Regions from separate parts of the Danio rerio genome. Here region 1 is linked to region 2. The links are chromatin contacts, called in public Hi-C maps. All regions are on one chromosome and are shown on one strand. Each heading gives the region's core, a stretch centred on a gene start, on an enhancer-like site or on the middle of the called end of the contact. The rest is flanking DNA. Distances are from core to core; before and after follow the strand shown. Region 1 holds the start of tfap2a (transcription factor AP-2 alpha). Region 2 has its middle 210 kb from the start of slc35b3.

Evidence for each region. Hi-C and Micro-C count contacts between places; a contact is called where the count stands out from the background.
Region 1: a Hi-C map of an unstated tissue shows a contact between it and region 2, with 3 times the contacts expected there. The contact joins the promoter of tfap2a here to the enhancer-like site in region 2. A contact is called at or near these places in 1 of 18 Hi-C or Micro-C datasets (an unstated tissue) and 1 of 4 datasets of contacts at active chromatin or transcription factors (embryo).

Annotation. Positions count from the first base shown.
Region 1 is chr24:9,078,773-9,082,609 of GRCz12tu, forward strand. It overlaps tfap2a (transcription factor AP-2 alpha), which reads right to left and starts at 1,910. Exons shown (of 7, transcript NM_001319158.1): 1 at 1,821-1,910. The coding sequence starts at 1,883. It also overlaps a transcript of tmem14ca not described here.
Region 2 is chr24:8,631,507-8,635,202 of GRCz12tu, forward strand. No RefSeq gene overlaps it. Among named protein-coding and RNA genes, the nearest start is that of slc35b3, 210 kb to the left of the region's middle. Within about 2 kb of position 1,550, at least 5 of the 62 cell types and tissues checked have an H3K27ac peak or open chromatin away from gene starts, as enhancers often do.

The DNA of each region.
Region 1 (3,837 bases), core at 660-3,159, 450 kb after region 2:
TATCATCATCATCATTATTATATTATTATTATTATTATTATTATAATTATTATTATTTTTATTATTATTATTATTATTATTATGCTGGAAACAATTAAGCTATGTGCTATGGATCATGCCGTTTTAATCACTTATCACAAAATTGCATTTATCACTTCTTACTCTAAATTAAATAGCAGCAAAACAGCAACTCAGTAAAATAAAACAAACTGAACAAGAAAAGTTAAACCGTTCCAAAATTAAATAAATATCATGCAACATTTTGTATCAAAAGCCTGGTTAAGCCGCTTACCTCGAAGTCTTCATATTTAATATTATCAGTTAATTTCCAAAGCATTTTCATTGGTTGTGGATAGAGTGCAGTGCGCCTTCGCTTGAGTTTGACACAGTGCATACAAGGCTCGAGCTGCGCGCTCAGATCTCCCTCTAATGGTGGAAGAGAGAGACTCGATCGCTACTGTAATAACCCTCATTAGCATATCAAGAGAGCAAAGCCAATGAATATACACAGGTAGAAACTGCAACGAGAATTCCAGCAAGAATACCTTCACTGCGTTTCATTTGTATTTCAAAAGGGAACGGTAAATTACAGGGGCTAATATAAGTGGTGAATGAGAGCTTCTCCTGTTTATTTGAATTAATCATCCAGTTGGGATAATTCATGCACTTGAACCATGAACAAATAATCTTTCAAACAGTATTCATAAATTTCGAATTTAGGCTACACCTCACGAGCAGTTTGTAAAATAGGCTGTTTATTAAACAACACGCTTTTGTTGCATTTTCTTGATTCGGTTGGCCAAAATAAAATTGCGCCCAGTCTGGCAACTGTAAAATGTTGTTTTAGTCCTACAGTGAACGTTTGCCTGTAAAATACTCGCAATAATGTTATGCTAAAAGTCGATTCTTCAGTAAGCATACATCTATTTACAACGTGTAACGGCGCAATTTGATAAATGTAAATAATTAACACAACAACATGGCTTGTTAAATGTGAATGAGGTCAGAAGACAGGTCGCCGAGTCTAAGGCGTTGTCTTTCCATTACCTCCATTACCATTTTTGGTGGGGTGAGTCCAGTTGTCATTAATGAGAGGCCGAAAGAAACTAAGACACAATGATGATTAGGAGAGGCAGAGAAACGCGCAGTAGATATGAATGGGGTGTGCTGCTTTGTTGTTCGCTGCTTATTGATTGGGGGTCCGCATCGCTGAAACCAGTCGCACAAAAGAAAATTAAGAACTAGTCTGCATTCCTAAAACTTTGTCGCAATTTTCATAATGAGAAAATTGTATACTCGTGTGACAAAAATCTAAAATCCCTTGTGTTATTTTTTACTCTGGACCACAATACTTAAGGACAGTGCACAGGGACGCAGTGCACAGTAAAACAGTGTGATAACAAACGTAGAGAGAAAATAGTAATATAGTTTTTCCCATTTATCCTGCCATAGAAAAATGTATACGAAGGCCTGCAAAGACCGAACAATAAAAAAACAGCAAATAGACTAAAATAAAATAATTAAAGCAGAAAGTAAAATAGCCTAAATAAGTAGGCATATTCATGTTCTAACAGCAAAGTTGCCCTTTTCTGACTACATAAAGAGTGTTTTTTTAAAGAGAAATCTGATCATTTTCCTCACCCCTTTCTTCACTCAGTCTCTAACGGAGATCTAGGGTGATACAGTTTTAGCTCGTAGCTTTTTATTTAAAGGCTTTTAATCATTAACTGTTATATATATAAAACGTTCATCAGAAAAGGTTTAATACTCATTAAAAGTAAAAGCAGCATCACCCTCATATCTTAAGGAAGAGAACGTACCTGCCAGTCTCCCATTTTGCCCATTAGTGACATTCTTGTCTCTTCTTTCTGAATGTGGTACATGACACAATATCATTGGGTCTTGTGTCCTTAAGCAAAATTCCACTTTACCTGAACAAAATCTACTCACCTGGCAATAAAAACAGAGAACCACCTCACGGCGCATGCGCTCTACTATGGGCACGTGTACGACAACGACACCTGAAAAAGGTAAAAGTTGAGATTCCTGCTTCAAGAGCAGGAGCAGTGTGACATTTCCCACTTTTTGTTTTAATTTTGACAATGTTAAAATATTTGCATATTATATAATTTTGCGTCATGAGACAGTTATCCCTAAACAAATGTTTGTTTAATCATTTTCACTTGATTAACATTCACTTTTATTAAGTCATACTGGTATTTCTTCCTGTCATTTTGATCATCGAAAGAGTTATTGAGTGAAATCTAAATAAACACTCTAACCACCGTGTCGGTCTGGGAATATATCAACTTTTTATCAACGGCTTAAAAAATTAGATATTCTGGTGTGCTGCAAGCGTGCAATATGGGTACCCCTGTCGCTTTGTTACATCATTTAACTGTATAAATTATTAACACATGTTAATGTAAGTAGAGTTGTAGAATTACAAATTAACCTAAGTGGAAGCGATAAATTAATTTCAGAAAGCGGCATTAAACTATATGCGCAAAAATGCATAGACAACATCAGTCTGATATCAAATTTGTATTCAGTGTTGTCATTCTAATGTTTTTAAAAATATATTTTTTTTATTACGGCACAACTTAAAGGTCTAGAAATGCTATAACAGGCTAGAATGTAGAATTTAAACGGACAATTGATTCTTATCGTTGTTGCTTGCTAATATATATATATATATATATATATATATATATATATATATATATATATATATATATATATATATATATATATATATATATATATATATATATATAATTAATATTATTATTATTATTATCGTTGTATATTGCTGATACATAGCCGAGCAAAACATCAGCTTGTGTCTGATTAAATGTCTCCGAAAAAGCACCATTATAATCCAGCTCCATTAAAAATTGGCAAAATCAACAAAATTATAAAGTTCTAGCTTACATCAGTATTAACTATTGCAAATGTAAGTACAATCAAAGCAGGTTTTCTTTGCATGACAGGCCAGCAGTGAAATATAAAATAGCCTACTCTTTTAGTCTGCACATTTTATGAAATAGTGTTAGTTCAGAGATCAAGAAAACGGGTTCTCTCTTAAGTCATCTAACGTTCTCTTGGGCCCTCTATTGGACAATGTTAGAAGTAGAATGTTTCTCTATCACATTTCCATTGACAAATCCCAAGGGATGCCTTTATTATCGCATTTTGCTTTCTTTACTGAGGCTGAACGACAGCCTGACATATTTCTAATGTGCTTAAATGTAAGCCTGTTTAGATTCTGATCATAGTTTAGACTAGCCTACTTTTTTAACGAGTAGGTACATGAATGAATAAATAAAAAAAATAAAATAAAAAAATAAAATAAATAGATAAATATATGCCTGACCCACAGAAACACATCATATTACTTAATGTGACAGTTTAACTAGTTTAGAATCGAGAGATCTGTCGTTCGTAACCATGTTGAACGACTGCAGAGACCCGCAACAAAAGACAAACGTTTCTCATTTAATCATCTGGCACCATCTAGTGTACATTTAAAAAAAAAGTATAAGGGGTAGAAGATTAAGCTGAAACAATTTTTAAAAAGAGAAAAAAACTTTTAGGCGCATGGCTGGAAGAAAACAGTCATTATTATATAATATCTGCTAATATCTGTTGTATCTGCGTACGTTTAGCTTTAAGAAGCCTTGTTAAATAAATCGGCAGTTTAATTTTTTTCTGATTTAGTTTTAATGACATGCTACAAATGCTACAGTTTCTTTATGTAGGCTAAAGTTGTGTTGAAATGAAAAAAAAAAAAAGTACCATGAAAAACATTATACAAATAAACTTGATTAACTGTAA
Region 2 (3,696 bases), core at 300-2,799:
TTTGCTAATTATTTTAAGTACTATTCGCAGTTACTTATTTTAAATGACTTATTTTAAATAAGCCAATTTAATTAATTGATACTCAATCCATATTTGTTGAATTAATTAATAATATTGCTTGTAATTTGTTCCCTCAATTTTATTAGGTAGATATAGGGTATTATTTTTTACAGTGTGTCTCTCCGTTAAACAATACTTGGGAATTAATATTAAAAGAATGAACATTTTACCCAAGGCTAATCATTTTGAGTTTAACTGTACTCTGAAAAAAAATGTTTCATTGGATTTACTATTTTTTAGGGTACTGTATGGGCTTGTAAACAATTTATTTAGGCTGAATTAAACAAACTACACTGAAAAAAAAAATGTTGTGTGCAAAACTGTTGCAAGCAAATTATCTGTGTTGAATTTCAACAAACAAATTACAATTTAATAATGTTCAACTTTGTTTGTTTAAATTCAGCCCAAATAATTTTTTTACAACCACTTAACGTAAAAAACAAAAGTAAATCCAAAGAATCATCTTTGAATAATTTTTTTTCAGAGTAATTAATTTAAACATTAGTAAATTTAATGTGTTTGTTTAAATTCAGCCCATATAAATTGTTCGCACCAAGTTTGCAAAAATCGTTTCATTTTGTCAGTGTATTTGTTGGAACAACTCTTTAACATTCATGCATGAAATATTACTAATACAAACAGGGCTGCATGTCACACAAAAGATGTTTTGAAGTAGAAATGTTGACACACTTCTTTTGTCCTGAATCTTTCCGTCTGACCGACCCAGTGCATCTTATCACTCGCTCCCTCAAAGACTGGACGCGTGAAGCGATGGCGAGCATACGTTTGAATAATGTCTTCAGTCCACTGAGCAGATCAGAACATGCTGTGATCATGAAATCATTTATGAAGGGGAAGAAAAAAAAAACGTACACAGAACTCAAGTGTAAATGAGCCTTTGCATTTCACAGTGTAAAAAAAAAAAATCTCTCAAAGCATTCGCACAGGCTTTTCAAAAAAACATCCATTAGTGTGCAACATTACCCTGGTGACATCAGCCAGGTTTGGCAGCCATTGTCAACACAGTATACTGTCCGCAGGGATGTATGTGTCTGTTATTCACATCAGAGACGAACATATAACTCGACTTCCCTCTGTACATTCAAAGTCTGAAAAGAAGAAAAACGAGAAGACAAAAAGGTGATGGGCAGAAGGAGACAGCTAGTCTCTGTGGTCACAAGTGAAACAATTATACGCAGGGCTAAAAAAATGTGCTCTTTTGTGTGGTTGGCCGATCTCGAGTGTAGTGATTCGGGCTAATCTCACCCAGCACCCTACACCGTGAGAGATTCATCCCAAAAGCCTCGCGCTCACGCATAAATGTGATATGGAGATATTCTGACATAATGAAGGTCTCGGGTCTGACACTCCATCATTGCTGATCATGAGACATTTCATGGTGGAGTCACGTGACTGACATGGCTGCTACTCATAGGCTAGCAAGGCAAATGCCTGGGATTCTTCTCTGAGCCGGGCTTATTATAATGAACTCCTGCTAGACTCTCGTGATCCTTCGGTCAACACTGTGAGCAGGGGCTCCTATCACCCGTTTAACCTGCTGTAGAGCTCTCTGTTTGCTGAAGTATATTATTAGCATCAATAACACTTGTGATCCTGGTTGAGGCCGGACAAAGGCCTTCATTCAAAGCCCCCAGAAAGCACCAATTTACTAAATTACCAAAAATCACCCCCAAGTGTTTGTGTTCCTTCTGAGGGTTATCTTTCGTTTGTTCAGCCCCGTTATTTGACTACAACTGAAAAACATTTGCGCAGTGATAACCATCTGACCGATAGTTATGTATATCAGATTGGATCTGAGGGTTTGTTGAATGTCGTGCATTAACAGAGAGAGAGAGGGAGAGAGAAAGAAAGAAAGAGAGAGTGCGATGCTACTGTGGTTTTGGACAGAGAGCTCTTGATGGACAAAATAAGACTTCGATGATCCCAGGGAATGTTCGGAATTGTAAAATAAAATAAAATAAAATAAAATAAAATAAAATAAAATAAAATAAAATAAAATAAATGAATAAATAAATAAATAAATAAATAAATAAATAAATAAAATAAAAAATAATAAATAAATAAATAAATAAATAAATAAATAAATAAATAACATAAAATAAAATAAAATAAAACAAAACAAAATAAAATAAAATAAAATAACAAAACATAACATAACATATAAAACAAAAAAAGAAAAAACAATAAATAAACAAATAAATATAAATAAATAAAATATGAATATGAATATGAATAAATAATAATAATAATAATAAGTACAAATGATTTACAGATTATTAGCCCTTTTAAGCTAAGTTTTTCGATATTCTACAGAACAAACCATTCTTATACAGTAACTTGCCTAATTATCCTATCCTGCCTAATTAATCTAGTTAAGTGTTCAAATATCACTTTAATCTCTATAGAAGTGTCTTGAAAAATATCTACTCAAATATTATTTACTTTCATCATGGCAAAGATAAAATAAATCAGTTATTAGAAATGTTATTCAATTAACACAGATTACCTATTGCATTACTTTTAACAAGTTTACAAATCAGCATGAAAACTATATATATATATATATATATATATATATATATATATATATATATATATATATATATATATATATATAGTTGTTGTTTTATTAGTTTGGTACTTTGCATTGGCATATATTTTTGTTGTTTATATTGCTTTTGCTTCTCCTTTGGACTTGTACACTCATGCCAAAATGAGTACCCCAATGTAGGCTTTTTAATCAATCACATACAAGTTTTTGCAGTTGTCCCCATAGACCCTCCTCCTCTCTACATTTGTCATTTCATATATATAATGTTCAACTGATGGTGTAAGGAAAAGCTGAAATGCTGATTTTATGTCTTGAACATAAGGGATAGCATATCTTGTGGGCCCTAGAACCATTTTGATGACGTTAGCAGCACCAAGGCCAATCCCAATTCTATTTTTGTACCCTACCCCTTCCCCTTAGCCCTTGCAACCTAGGGTTAAGAGGAAGGACTTCAAAGTGTATGGCTATCAAAGGCTAACTAGCGAATAATTCTCATCTGTATGTATATACAGTTGATTTTATTTTTATTTTTTACTTTAGAAACTAAAGTAGTTTATGACACACAGACTAGAGGAGAAATACAGTGAAATACTTGAATAGTGTTATATGAATTACAAGCTTTCTTTGAATACCTATCATGCAATAAAGTTAAAGGACTGGGACTGGCCATTGTGTTATAGAAATGTTCAAATTCATTACTGTTGTAGAACAGATTGTTTTATGCAGGGTATAAAGTTGCATTAAACATGCAAGTGCTGTTTTAAATGCTACTGGTTAAGAAACCATTGGCGTATGAGCAGGTTCAGCGTATGGAGATGATTAGGGAAACAAAAGATCAGGGTGAGAACAATAGATGATAACGTTAATCTCATTTCTTCCGGCAGGAAGATTCTTAGGTCATGTGACATATAGGGTCATGTGACCTGTGTCTGACAGATGAGAGGGTGTTGACAGGCCTCACCCACATTCTCAGGACCCTGTGAAAACCGATACCCTGTAAAAAATCACCACAGATGACATTTCCCCCTTTTTTAGTCATTAACAGGTGAGAGAATATATGGAAT